Linked DNA regions of Zea mays: region 2 is linked to region 1. A link is a contact called in public Hi-C data. All regions are on one chromosome and are shown on one strand. Each heading gives the region's core, a stretch centred on a gene start, on an enhancer-like site or on the middle of the called end of the contact. The rest is flanking DNA. Distances are from core to core; before and after follow the strand shown. Region 1 holds the start of LOC100217015. Region 2 holds the start of LOC103636489.

What was found. Hi-C and Micro-C count contacts between places; a contact is called where the count stands out from the background.
Region 2: a Hi-C map of tassel shows a contact between it and region 1, with 2.0 times the contacts expected there. The contact joins the promoter of LOC103636489 here to the promoter of LOC100217015 in region 1. A contact is called at or near these places in 2 of 25 Hi-C or Micro-C datasets (leaf and tassel).

What each region holds. Positions count from the first base shown.
Region 1 is chr8:174,117,174-174,123,617 of Zm-B73-REFERENCE-NAM-5.0, forward strand. LOC100217015 reads left to right here and starts at 2,865. Exons shown (of 1, transcript NM_001143391.2): 1 at 2,865-4,503. The coding sequence starts at 2,886. The coding sequence ends at 4,262.
Region 2 is chr8:174,306,636-174,313,331 of Zm-B73-REFERENCE-NAM-5.0, forward strand. It overlaps LOC103636489, which reads left to right and starts at 2,611. Exons shown (of 8, transcript NM_001330558.1): 1 at 2,611-3,532; 2 at 4,627-4,702; 3 at 4,832-4,902; 4 at 4,984-5,072; 5 at 5,165-5,297; 6 at 5,381-5,610; 7 at 5,727-6,203; 8 at 6,284-6,696. The coding sequence starts at 3,095. The coding sequence ends at 6,494. It overlaps LOC100283523, which reads left to right. Exons shown (of 2, transcript NM_001156423.2): 2 at 1-741. The coding sequence ends at 506.

The DNA of each region.
Region 1 (6,444 bases), core at 1,615-4,114:
CGTACAAAAATACAAAAAAAAGAGAGAACAAGCTCAGAGTAGCGAGTGACATCACAAGTTAAGATGATCGCACTGGACCCACCAATGCTGGTGTTTTTCTTCACAGCTTGTGTGCCAGCAACCTTCACAGTACAGTTTATATGCTCAGATACCCTTGATCTCTGGGCGGTGTGGTACTAGTGTTGCTATTTGCTAGCGATTGTGGCGGGTGTCTGCCAGCTTAGCCGCGTGGGCTGGCTCGCGCAGGAACCTCTCTTCTGTTTCTAACCATATTGAGCGTTGCGTGGGCCATGTTTTCATGTGGTGGGCTAAACTGAACCTACGAGTACACAAAAGGCATCAGTCCAACCATCTCGCTGCACGCCGGTGTTGTCCGATGAACCCGTAACGCAAAATGGAAAACAGAATTCGAAGTTGAGCACGTTGCGATAAGACATGCGGTTTCGAACGGATTCCGTTTCCATTTTACCAATACCATTGCAGCAACCAAAGCAATAATCTAGATAGTACTTGCTATCAGACAAGGGCACACCAAAGTCTTAGATAAAAAACAAAGGGACGTACAGGCAGGCGCATCGCGCACATGCGTGGGGTGGCGACTATTGTGTGTGTGTGTGTGTGATCGGCCAAGGTAGTGCGGGAGCAAAAGCGAACAAAAGAGGAGGTACCGAGCGAGGTTTACGATCGTTTTCTAAGCTCGAGAAAGGCGACAACTCCGGTCTCCTGTCATGTGCCTAGATCGCCGTAACCAAAAAGCTGGCTGCTAATAACCTCTCCTAGGTCTGCGCCATGGTTAAGCCAGCGGGCTTCAGTAATCCTTATCCACCCGTGTGTCTGTCTTTCTCTCAGCCTAGTACGTAGGACAGATCGTCTGGTGTTTCATTCCCTCCTTTGGCTAGCTGTTAGGAAACTTACCGGTTAACCCCTAAGCATGTGGGGGCTGGGAAATGGGGGTAGAAAGGAAAAGCTAAGCTCGGAAAAGCGCAGCTTGCCTCCTCAACACCCTTGTCAACAAAAGCTACTTAGAGCATGATGCTGAAGCTTTTCTAACTGCTTTGACAGGATAAGGTGAAATTGAACTGGAATCAGAAATCCATGGTGAATCTTTTCTCCTTCCATTCCAGTCGAAGTCTTCTCTCATGGGCATTCTTGTACCGGGCTATCTTCCCAAAAAAATGTGCCTGCCGCCTGCCGGGCTAGTAAGAGAATTATAGTAGTAGTAGTAGTTAATAATGGAGCCAATTACTTGCACTACTTCAATGTCCATGCCTAGGCATCGGCATCCTTGGCCGTTTGCTAGCTGCGTCTTGCAAAGCGATGTGTTTTTACTACGCGCGTGCAGCTTATGCTATGCATGCCCACATAATCGGTTTCAGATCAGGCAAATCCCGGTAGGACGGACGCTCGGACAGGCAACCTGTAGATTATTGCAGGGTATGTGTGTGTGTGTGTGGGAGAAAGAGAGGAACTGGATGAGCGAGCAAAGCTGTACTAAAGCTGAGAATATATATGACCGCAGTGCTTGTACTAAAGCTGTACTTTGTGGGACTAGTAGGCGTCTGCAATCAGTTGCAATTCTGTATGTTTTTTTCTTCTTCTGATAATAAGAGCTTCAGCTACGATTACCATATGAATGCGTCTGCATGATTCTGAGGGGTGTTCACTGTTTCTCGCACTCGCAGTCTGGCATCATCGACTCATTCGTATGCCTCTGACAGAAGGCGCTCAATAAGAAGAACATGGAGTCAGCTAGGCATGCGTCGATAGGAAGAGTAAAACCAGCTAAATATGATGAGAGTGGCAGTGAGGTTGCAAGGCCATCAAACTGATGTTACTGCGCGTCAGGGCAAATCCCCACACCATCCCGTTTGCGCTCAGAGATTACCTGCAAAGAGACAAGCAATAGCCGTCAGGGCAAATCCCCACACCATCGCATTTGCGAACGCGTACGACGAACCCAAGAACGGCAGAACTACTACACAAAGCAAAAGGAGACAAGGAGCTATAGAGAGAAGTTGGAGAGAGAGATATCGAGAGAGGAAGAAGAAGCAAGCGAGGAGAATGGTGAGAGAGCCCGCAAGACGGCAAGAGCCAAAAGGCTTGGCCCCGCCGGGGCCCGTGATTCTTTCTTTGCCTTTAACTTTCACTTTCCTCTCCCTCCTCGCTCTTTTCACCCTTTTACCCTGTCCGATACGCCTCTCTACTTAAAACCGAGACCTGGCGCACCGGCAGCTCCCTCCTCACGCACCAGCACGAGCGCAATGGCGCAACTGTACTAGCTAGCCGCACAGTGACATCAGAGGTGTGTGGGTGTGGGGGGGCGGGGTGGGGTGGGGAGTGACACCCGGGGGCCGATGACGACGCTGCACATGGACCCGCCGGCGCCGCCCGCGCGCCGCTCAGTGTCGACCAGCTGCGACCTGCACCCGGGCGAGACGTTCACCGGCTTCTGCGCCGCGTGCCTGCGCGAGCGCCTCCACGGTCTCGAGGCGTCCGCCGCCGCCGCCTCCGCGCCGGGGCGCAAGTCCACATCGGCCATCCGGTCCCTGTTCGCCAGGCCGTTCGCCGCCGGCAGCTCGTCTGCGTCCGGCCCCGCGCAGCCGCCGGACCTCCGGCGCTGCAAGTCGTTCTCGTGCGGCCGCGGCGGCGACGCTCTGGCCGCGGCGGAGGTCGCCAGGGCGGACGAGCCGCAGCGGCATTCGTGTGACGTGCGGGGGCGCAGCACGCTGTGGGCGCTGTTCCACCAGGACGACCGTGACCGCGTCCGCGACGGCACGGCGTTCCGCGCATTCCCAGCCTCCTCATCCACCGCCATGGCTGCGCTCGCCGTCGACGCGGCACCGTGCATCCCTGACGATTTCTTGGACGAAGACATCCCAGTGGTCATGGAGCCCGACGAGATAGTCCCGGTGGTCGAGGAGGGCCCTGCCGTCGTCCCGATGGACATTTCCGGCGAGGTGGCAGCCGAGAGCAATGCGGCGGCCCAGGGAGGTAAGGCCATCAAGGACCACATCGATCTGGAGTCGGCGGAGAACAAGAAGGCTTCGCCCAAAGACCTGAAAGAGATCGCCGGGAGCTTCTGGGCCGCCTCCGTGTTCAGCAAGAAGTGGCACAAGTGGCGCCGCAAGCAGAAGCTCAAGAAGGAGGCTACCTTGAGCAAGGGCGCGGCAGCGGCAATGCCCCCTCCGGAGAAGCGCTCTAAAGCGTCGTTCTTTGGCCGGAGCCGCCTCCGTGGGGAGGCAGGCACCGAGCTCGCCGGTGGGCGGCGCTCGTGCGACACCGACCCGCGTTTCTCCCTGGACGCCTCGCGCATGTCCATCGATGACGCCGGCTTCTCGTGGGACGAGCCCCGCGCGTCGTGGGATGGATACCTGTTCGGCGCCGGCGCCGGCGCCGGCATTGGCCTCGGGCGCGCGCCTCCGCCGCTCTCCCGCCTCCCTCCCATCCTGTCCGTCCTGGAGGACACACCGGCCGACATCGTCGAGCGCTCCGACGGCCAAATCCCTGTGGAAGACGACTTCGACCCCGAGCCGCCAGGTGGGTCCTTGCAGACCAGAGACTACTACCTGGACTCCTCCAGCCGCAGGCGGCGGAGCCTGGAACGATCAAGCTCCGTACGCAGGCCGTCATTCGAGGTGACGGATCCAAGGCCTATGGCGCCCGCGGTAATAAATGGGAGGGTGTCCCCAGTTGGCGGTTCAGAGTTCTACCACTTCCACCACGCGGAGGACTTGCTCGACCGCGGCTTCAGCTCCAACTCCCTCATCGAGGACATCTCCGCGAGCCTGGAGGCGGCGCTGTCCGGGTCCGGCCCCGCCAAGAAGCCACGGCGGTGGCGCAAGGCGTGGAGCCTCTGGGGGCTCATCCACCGCCGCGCCGCCGGGCGCAGGGGCGGGGGCCCGTCGGACATCGCCGACCGCTCCTTCTCCGAGCCGTGGCCGGACCTGCGCGTCCGCGGAGCCAACCCCAAGGTGCAGCGGTGCAACAGCAGCCTGAGCGCGCGCAGCTCGTTCAGCAGCAACAGCGGCGGGCTCGGCAGCTCCAGGCGCAGCAGCAGCTACGTGGACGCCAGCGTGAGGCGGAGGGAGGAGCCGCACGCGCAGCTGGAGCGGAACCGCAGCGCGCGCTACTCGCCCGGGCGCGCCGCCACGGCGGACAACGGCATGCTGCGTTTCTACCTGACGCCGATGCGGAGCGGCACTGGGCGGCCACGCGGAGCCGGCCTGCCGACCAAGGCCGGCAGCGTGCTCCGCCTGTACTAGGAGGCGCCAGGTTCTTTTGTCTAATCTGCATGTTCCTCGTCTGGGGTTCGTTCTTGTGCCATAAATCTTGGTGTATTGTAATGTAATCTGTCGTTCTTGTTCATTTTGGGGATTGGACATCATCTCGCATGTCCAGTCCAGTCAAGTCACGAGGGTTTCTTTTCCTTCCGTGAGTTATTTGTGGTTCCATCAGCATATATGGTTCGACCTAAATTTGGAGGGAAACACGTTCTAATCCTGCTGTCGGGCCTCTCTAGTGTCTCTTTCCAGACACAAGGACCACTTTGTGTCAACTCTCCATGCTCTTTTGGACCGTGGGGAGAGACGGAGGCACGACAACACAAGGCGGAGGCCAAGAGGTTTGACACGGCCATGGCTGGCCGGTCTCGCCTCGCGCGGCTCCGGCTCCGGCTCCGACACCGGTGGTACTAGGCTCGGGCCCGTCCACTGCACGTGATTGGTCCTTAAAGGAGGTCGTGCTTGCCGCCGCCTCGGAAACCGTTAAAGGCATTCCTCCTCCGGCTCCGGCTGGCCCGCGGCCGCCCTTGTTTCCCCATCGTTTTGCTGGTTATCTGCCATTCCCTGCTGGTCTTGCGTCGCACTGCCACTGGCACCGGCCGTGGCAGCACTGCAGGTGCAGCACAATGGCGTTGGGCCGGGCCACAGCACGGATCCATTTGTATTCTGAGCGTGCGCGTCTCGACTGTGGGGTGTAGTGTTGTGCCAGATTCAGGGTTCAGACAGAGACAGATGTTCGTGTCCACCAAGTGATTTTCTTTCTTTCTTTTTTTTTCCCTTTCCCGTTCAACGAACTTTGTAAAATTAGGCAATCAAGAACTGATCTTCCGAGGGATAAATTTGCCAGTTAGGAAAATAAGAAGTAAACTTTGTAAAACTAGGCGATCGAGAACTAACCTCGATGAATAAGGTACACCTTTTTCGAAAAAAAAAAACATAACTTGATCTTCTAGTTTAAGCGGTACCTAGAAGTACCAAGTGGCTGAGAGGTGCTACAACGTTGTGTATGTAATGGCTTATGGATAAACTAAGACTTGGATGAAACACCCATTTTTAATAAAAAAAGGTTTTGTTTTATTATTTCATATAGTCTTAATTTCGAGAATCATGGAGAATTGACACTGTGCAAAAAAATCACTTATATTTTTCTTTAAAAAATGTTGTCACATCATAAAAAATAAAAAAAACTCTTATGCGATGGTTTATCAAGTGTAAATAAAAACCCTCGCATTTGTAGCCTTTTCTAGCTCTCTATTACCAAGGTACAATCATTTCATATTAGGATAATCTTAGGAGGAGTATTTAGTTAATTTTCTTAGAGCATTCTCGCCGAGTGTTTCACGAGAGTTTTATTCTCAATGTTGTGTCATGTCAATGATTTAGATGATGTAACGAATGATTAATGGATAAAAAATAAAGATTTATGAGGATGAAACCATATCTATAATATTACCTAGATATAGTATCTCTTTCATGTTATTTATTATGAAATCGCACTGAATAAAACTCTCTTCCATGATAGACTATTTCAACCAAGATTTCATTTTGGAAACACAAATAAGAAACCTAACTAACACCAACACTGAGAATGATCTTAGAATATGGAAGTACCCTTATTTTATGGCTAAGTGAGTAATGTTGTAATTTTAGAGAAATAAGTGACATGCTTCCATCATATTTAAATATATTAAATATTTTAATTCTAAATAAAACAGGCATAAAACTCAGATAAATGTTATATATAATTATAACAACAACGAACAGTGGCAACTCCATTAAATGGAAACATGAAACATAGCTACTCAGATCCATTTATAAATTAAACATGGCTTGTAGATGAAAAAGGCAGATTAAACACATAAACATAATTGTTTATATTAAGATATTGCTCACAAAATAGCGGGTTGCTGCACTAGACAGCCTTCCAGCGCTAAGTGGTGATCAGAGATCTTCGACTAACGTGACAGTCCTACCTTACCAAATCAGGGTTTTAGAACAAATATTATAAGCCTAGAATTCAAGCATGAATATCAAAATCAAAACAGTGTGCACAAAAATTAAAGAATAATAATGAACTTAAATAATCAGCTTGCACAATAGTGAAAGGAATTACTAAGCATACATAATATTACTGCTGAAAATAATATCACACTAAAACTTATAT
Region 2 (6,696 bases), core at 1,361-3,860, 190 kb after region 1:
TGAAGGGGTCAGGCTGGAGTATATTTGCAGTTAGAGGCAATTTCCCCAAGGAGTGCCCTATGGCAACCGAAGGCTCTAACGGTTTCGGTCAATGGTTTACCCCTGATGACGCCCGGAGGATAACAGCCTCCTGTAACCAGGTGCAAACACCACCTACTGAGCAGGTACAATCCCCTCTACTTGCTGAACAACCAGAAGGGATGAGTGAAATGGACATGATCGCAGCGCAGCAAGAAGAGGCTGATCTGAATGCTGCTATAGCTGCCAGCTTGATGGACACTGGGGTTCCATTTGCCAGCTATGCCGCAGCTCGAGAACATAGCGATTCACAAGATTCTCCTGCTCGTGAAGCAGCTCCGAGCAAAGATAATAACCAGGAAGAAGCTGGTAAAGCTGAACCGAGCGCACCTCCCTGTGAGGAGGACATCCAGGAGTTGGCTTCAGGAAGCGACACCAGAAGGGAGGTTCCTTCTGTAGAGGAGAAAGGGTCAGCGAAAGAAGAATAGTCTGGCACTTTCTGATCATTCTGTAACTGAGTTAGACCCGTACAAACAGAAACTGCCCACCATTTGAGTGGAGTTATGCCTTCTTCTTTTTTTTTCCCCGGTTCTGAACGCCGTATACGAAATGCATAGTCTGAACTGAATGGGTTTAAGAACTTTTAACTGGTGTAACTGTCATGTGCGAAGTGCATAGAGACTAGAGTCTGAGTGGCGGTTTTGAACCCCTTTTTCCCCGTCCTTTTTAATGTGTGTGAACTTATGCTGGATCTCCCCTTCACACGAGACAGACACCCACACCCTGATGGTGAGTGCTCATATTGTCGTTATCGTGTCGTCGTTGCAGCCCGGAATTACCGAATCAAAATTGTGTTTCTGCAGGTTTTACCTTTTGTCAATTGTTGCAGTTGGTGTCAAGACATATGATCGGATCGGATCGGATGCTTTGTTGCTTCGCGTCGTTGCAGAGCCCGTGACCAGGCTGACGTTGCAGCAGCAGTCAGCGCTCGGCAGAGTCGCACGCTCCGGCGCGCTGGACTGGACTGGATGGACTATGGAGTGGGCTGAGGCCGGTGTGGAGAATGGACCGTTCGTTCGTTGGGTACCGGCAGGTTAGCAGTATGGCTAGCTCTCAAGACTAATTGTTCACACACAGATGTTGGTGTTGCCACGAGAATCCTGTCCGCGTCGCGCCGCTGCCTAATCGGGCTCCGTCGAGGACAACGTTTACCAGGAAACGGAGCGCTCCTCGCGTCTCCGTCAAGAACAACATGTCGCTACCTCTTGCAGTCTTCATCGAACCAGTGAGGAATAAAACAGACGCCTTTAATTTGTGACTCCATACCGCACATTCAGGGATCCTTGGTTGCGCTGTGGTCATTCTGACAAAGAGATAGAGAGAGAGAGAGAGAGAGAGAGAGAGAGAGAGAGAGAGAGAGAGAGAGAGAGAGAGAGAGAGATAATCGGCGTTCAATAATCGACCGGCACCCCGTGGTGCCGCCATGTACAACATGATGAGGCGGGTAAGCAAAGTGGGTTCACGAGCACCAACACGAAGCAAAGTGCGCGTGTCAACCTGATTAGACCACCACCAAACCTGGATGGATTCCTTCCCCACTCGGGACGGGACGATGTTGGCCTTCACCTGCCTGCCCGATGGACAGAATCACACACAACTCAACACATGGGCAACGATGAGACGCCAAGTAGCAGAGAACAGACATGAAACGACGAGATGGGAGGATCAGCTAGTCGTCGTCGTCGTCCCTGTTACGAATTCCCGGTCCTGCACGGCGGCCGGGCGTGTCGTCCGTATATATGTACCCGGCCGGGCGATGTGAACAAGCGGGAGGAGACGAGAGCAAGGCGAATTAGGACAAGTCTTCGGGGTCAGACATGAACATGAAGGGCGTACTATGCAAATACAAACATGAACATGAACGCGTCGTCGTAGCTACGTGCCCAGCTGACTTTTCAAGGGTCGCAGTCAAGCAGCTGACACGGCGCTGGGGGCCTGGGGCCGGATAAAAACCGGGGCGTTTCGCTCGTGTCGGGGCTACGTCAAAGCGGGAGAGATAGAACTCGGTCAGCGCGTCGTCACTTGCACTAACACCCGTTTAATCGTCGTCCCTACATACCCACCAAAATGGTCATCGTTTTTTTTTTTGGTTTGTTCCGGTTAAAGCAAGGAATCAGGCGCGCTAGCACTAGCACTAGCACTAGCACGTCGGGACCACATCCACTGACAGTGCGGAATGAATGTGACAATCACAGTAGTACAGTGCGCATTAATCACAGTAGTACATCGTACGGGCCTGGCACCTTCAGCTAGTTTCCATTGAGCTACTTCCACGTGTCTGCGCGTGCAGGAACTATACCTGCTTCTTCGCTTCACGTGTGCTGCTGCTCGGCCATGCCGGTTGCCTGTAACGGCGAATTCGGACCAGTGTCCATCTCAACCTCGGGGAGAAACAGAAGAAGAACCGGACGGGATGCCCACGGGGTCCTGGGAAATTCGAACACGTCTCCACGAGCCGCGCAGTGCGCCAAATGATTGCGTCCTCCGATCGGGTCCCTCGGCTTCGCTGCTCTACACCACCCGCGCACGCGCCCGTCACAGCCCGCGATAAACGAAAGAGATCCTGGACAGGGAAAGCGAGCCCGTGCGGTGTGGTCGAGCCAGCCAGCCAGCGAACATGGCACAGTGGAGGTGGCAACGACACCGGTGAGGCGAGCCTGGTTCCTGAAGAACTCGCTCGCCTGCTCTGCCTCCCTCCCTCTCACAAAATCACCAGGGGTTGCGGGCTGTGGCCCTGGAGGGCAGGGCATGCACGCGCGCGCACGACCGACGACCCCCTCGTGCAAGCTGCAAACCACCACCCCACCTCGCCCCCACGTTCCCTTACGTGCCCTCCCGTCCAGCGCCGCGCGGTTGCCCATCGAAGCGGCCAAGGCAGGGCGCCAGCGCCACCCGGCCCGGCCCCTTCTCCTGCTTCTGCTTGCTCTGGTCTCCCTCCTCCTCGCGATCGAGCTCCCGCGCTTGGCTTGGCTTGGCTGCGCACTTGTCTAAAGTCTAAACCAAAGCCGCTCCGGCCATGGTCGCGTCGCCGTCACCCACACCGTCGGCACCCTCGTCCTCGCCCTGCAGCTGCAGCAGCAGCAGCAGCTGCAGCCCCGTCACGTCCGGCGCGGCGCACCGCCGCCGCCTCCCGGACTTGCCCGCCGCAGCGGACCGCTCCGGCGGGGCGGCGCGTGCGAGGGCCCTGTTCTTCGCCCGGAGGGCCAGCGGCAAGCGGGCGGCGGCCGTGCTCGACCAGGCCTGGGCGCGGAACGCGGTGGCGTGCCTGCTCGGCGCCGCCGTCGTCGTCGGCCTCGTCACGACGACCTCGCGCCGGGGCGCCGTCGTCGGCGCGGGGATGGGGAGCCGCCTCGTCCGCAGGGCGGTGCCCGCCGAGGCGCTGCGGTTGGGGGAGGAGGAGAACCTCGCCGCCGTGGCTCGCCGCCCGCTCGACGACGACGACCCGCCGCCGTCGGTGCGTAGCTTAGCTCTACTCTCGATCGCCGTTATTGACTGACTGCCCCGTTATGTTTTTCGTCCTGCCATGCACCTCTGCTCACTAGAGGCTGCCGGCTTGGTGTCCGCGTGCATGTTAATCACGCACTAAACTCGCGGCTCTCAGAGCTCTGCATGGGCCTGGCTAGAAACCATTCGAACGTGCCGAGACCCAAACCAAGTCGATGACTGGATGATTTGATCTTCTTGGACTAAAAAACACGACAAGTCTGCTTTCAGTTGCCGTGTTTTGTTACTTCGCTGCGGAATCAAACAACATTAGGATTAGGATACGTAGGCTTGAGAGTCATTTTCGGCCTCTCCTGTGGGTTCAGCGGAACCCTTTGGAAGCAGAACAACCAGATGATGGCCCTGTTTGGCACAGCTGCTGCTTGTTGAAAAAGCAGCTTATCTGATAAGCTGGTGAAAAGCAGCTTCTGCTTGTTGACTGCTTTTAGTGTATTCTGAGAAGCAGCTGAACTGATAAGCTGCTGCAGAAGCTAGCTGTTTGGCAGAACTTTTGCTTAAATTTGTGAAGAAGCTGAAAATAAGCTGTGCCAAACAGGGCCGATAAGCAGCTATGGTGACGACAGTGACACCTTGTCATTTGACAACCAAGACAGAGATACCTAGAGCATGTAACAAATTTTTTTGGCGGTTCCAAGCCGCTAATCCTATCCTTACCGAGCCTCCAAAAAATTCTACATCAAAAAAGAAGAAAGAGAGAGAGAGAGAAAGAAAAAAAAGAATGGACATAAAGTGGGAGTTTACATCAACCGATCCTATCCCCGCAAAGTGCCACTAGTGCTTGTATGACTACTAGTACACGGCAAAAAGAGAGTCCCTTGTTCATTGGACACTGGGAAACACAAACTTCTGCCTGTCTGCCGCCTACCTAAAGCATCTGTAGACCTGCAAATCAAGGAGCAGAAAGAGTTTAGTTACATACCGATGCTCCTAATCTACATGCCTGAGATATTCTACGTTTATTGACTCGACGCGACATCTGCTCGAATGAATGGTACCGTCTACTTTAATTTTGTGCTGTTTTTTTTTTGTTTTGGAATCCAGCAGATGATGGCCCAGGTATGGACAAAACCAGATAGCGAGGGCTACACGAAGTGCACTGGACGCACGAAGAATCGTCACGGTGAGCTCATCTTCTTCCCCCCCACACCTTCCTTCAGTTTAATAACACTAGTTCTAAGTAACAATAGGTCTTAACTGAGCGCCTAGACTCGGGCAACGCTTGCTCTGCTTCTTTTTTTCCCCCGATCAGGAACCAACAGTACGACCGCTGGCTATATAATCGCCGACGCCAATGGTGGACTTAACCAAATGAGACTGGGAGTACGTATCCACTGATCTTCTTTTTTTAAAAAAAACAGAGGAAAATGCCTTCCAATCATCCCTTCAAAATCATCCTTGCAGATAAGTGACATGGTCGCGGTTGCTAAGCTCATGAATGCCACACTAGTAATCCCGGCCCTGGATCACAAATCGTTCTGGACTGATCCAAGGTCCCTCCTCCTCTCTTGAACCAAGTACAGCAAGAAACCTATGCAAGTTTTTTTTTTGGCGGGGGGGACTCATGTTTTCGCTTGGCGTGCAGTGATTTCAAAGATATATTTGACGTGCAACACTTCAAGCAAACTCTAGAGGATGATATCATGGTTGTGGACTCCTTGCCGCCAGATTTCAAAAGGTTCAAACCCTACACTAGAGCACCCAAGTCCTGGGCCAGGGTATGAACCAAACCAACCACTGCATATTAGGAGGGAAAAAATGAGCAGGCAGAAAGATGATGATTTAATATATTTTTTTTCAGGCTTCTTATTATAGGGCATTCACAAAGACACTGAAGAAGGCCAGGGTTGTGAGATTCACACATACAGATTCACGCATTGCCAACAACGGTCTCCCTCCTTCCATCCAAAGGCTCCGATGCCGTGCAAACTACGAGGCGCTAAGGTACAGTCGAGAGATCGAAGAGCTAGGTAATACTCTAGTCGGCAGACTGAGGAACGGATCCAACCACTACATCGCACTTCACCTAAGGTGACCGGAACCTGCAATTTGTCTAGTAACAGGGCTGACAGCATGCACTTTGTTGTACTGAGGAAGAGATGCAGATCAGTGATACCCGATGTTTTTTCTTCGTTATAAACTGGCAGGTATGAGAAGGACATGCTCTCATTCACTGGCTGCAGCCACAACCTAACACATCAAGAGGCAGAGGAGCTGAGGGAAATGCGACTCAGGGTGCAGCACTGGAAAGAGAAGGAGATCAACGGTAAGGAGAGAAGACTCCAAGGAGGCTGCCCTATGACTCCTCGTGAAGCGGCTCTTTTCCTGAAAGCTATGGGTTACCCTTCCAGCACAAGGATCTACGTCGTATCAGGCGAAATATATGGTGTGCGTAGCATGGACGCGTTGAAGGCCGAATATCCAAATGTCTACACACATTATAGTCTGGCAACAGTAAATGAATTAGAGTCTCTCAGGCTGTACCAGAACAGGTTAGCTGCTGTAGACTACAATGTAGCCCTCCAGAGTGATGTTTTTGTGTATACATATGATGGGAATATGGCTAGAGCAGTCCAGGGCCATAGGAGATACGAAGGATTCCAGAAGACCATAAACCCTGACAGGTGGGTAAATTTCTGGAGTATTGTTTTGAGTATTCAGATCTAAATCCAAAGTTCTGATTATTTTTTTTAACTGTCTATAGGCGCAAGCTTGTCGAGCTCATTGACAAGCTAGATGAAGGTACAATAGATTGGACAGGGTTTGCAAGTGAGGTGAAGATGCACCATGGAAACAGGCTTGGAGGTCCGTATCAGAGGCTGTTTGGTCGAAGTCCAAGGCATGAGGAGTATTTTTATGCAAATCCTCTTCCAGGGTGCTTGTGCAGAAGAAACACACAGGATCAAGTGGCATGAACCTTACATACGAATAGACTGTTATCATATATTGAACTTTCCTCCAACCCATTGACATACACCAAACAGTGAAAATCCGGGTAAACTGACAGCAAAAAGACAAGTTTATGTAGTTTTCCATCTTACATGAGGATACAAGAGGGAACACTCACTGAAATGTGCATTTTCAAAAGATGTTTATTCAGGTTTTAAAATAGAACAG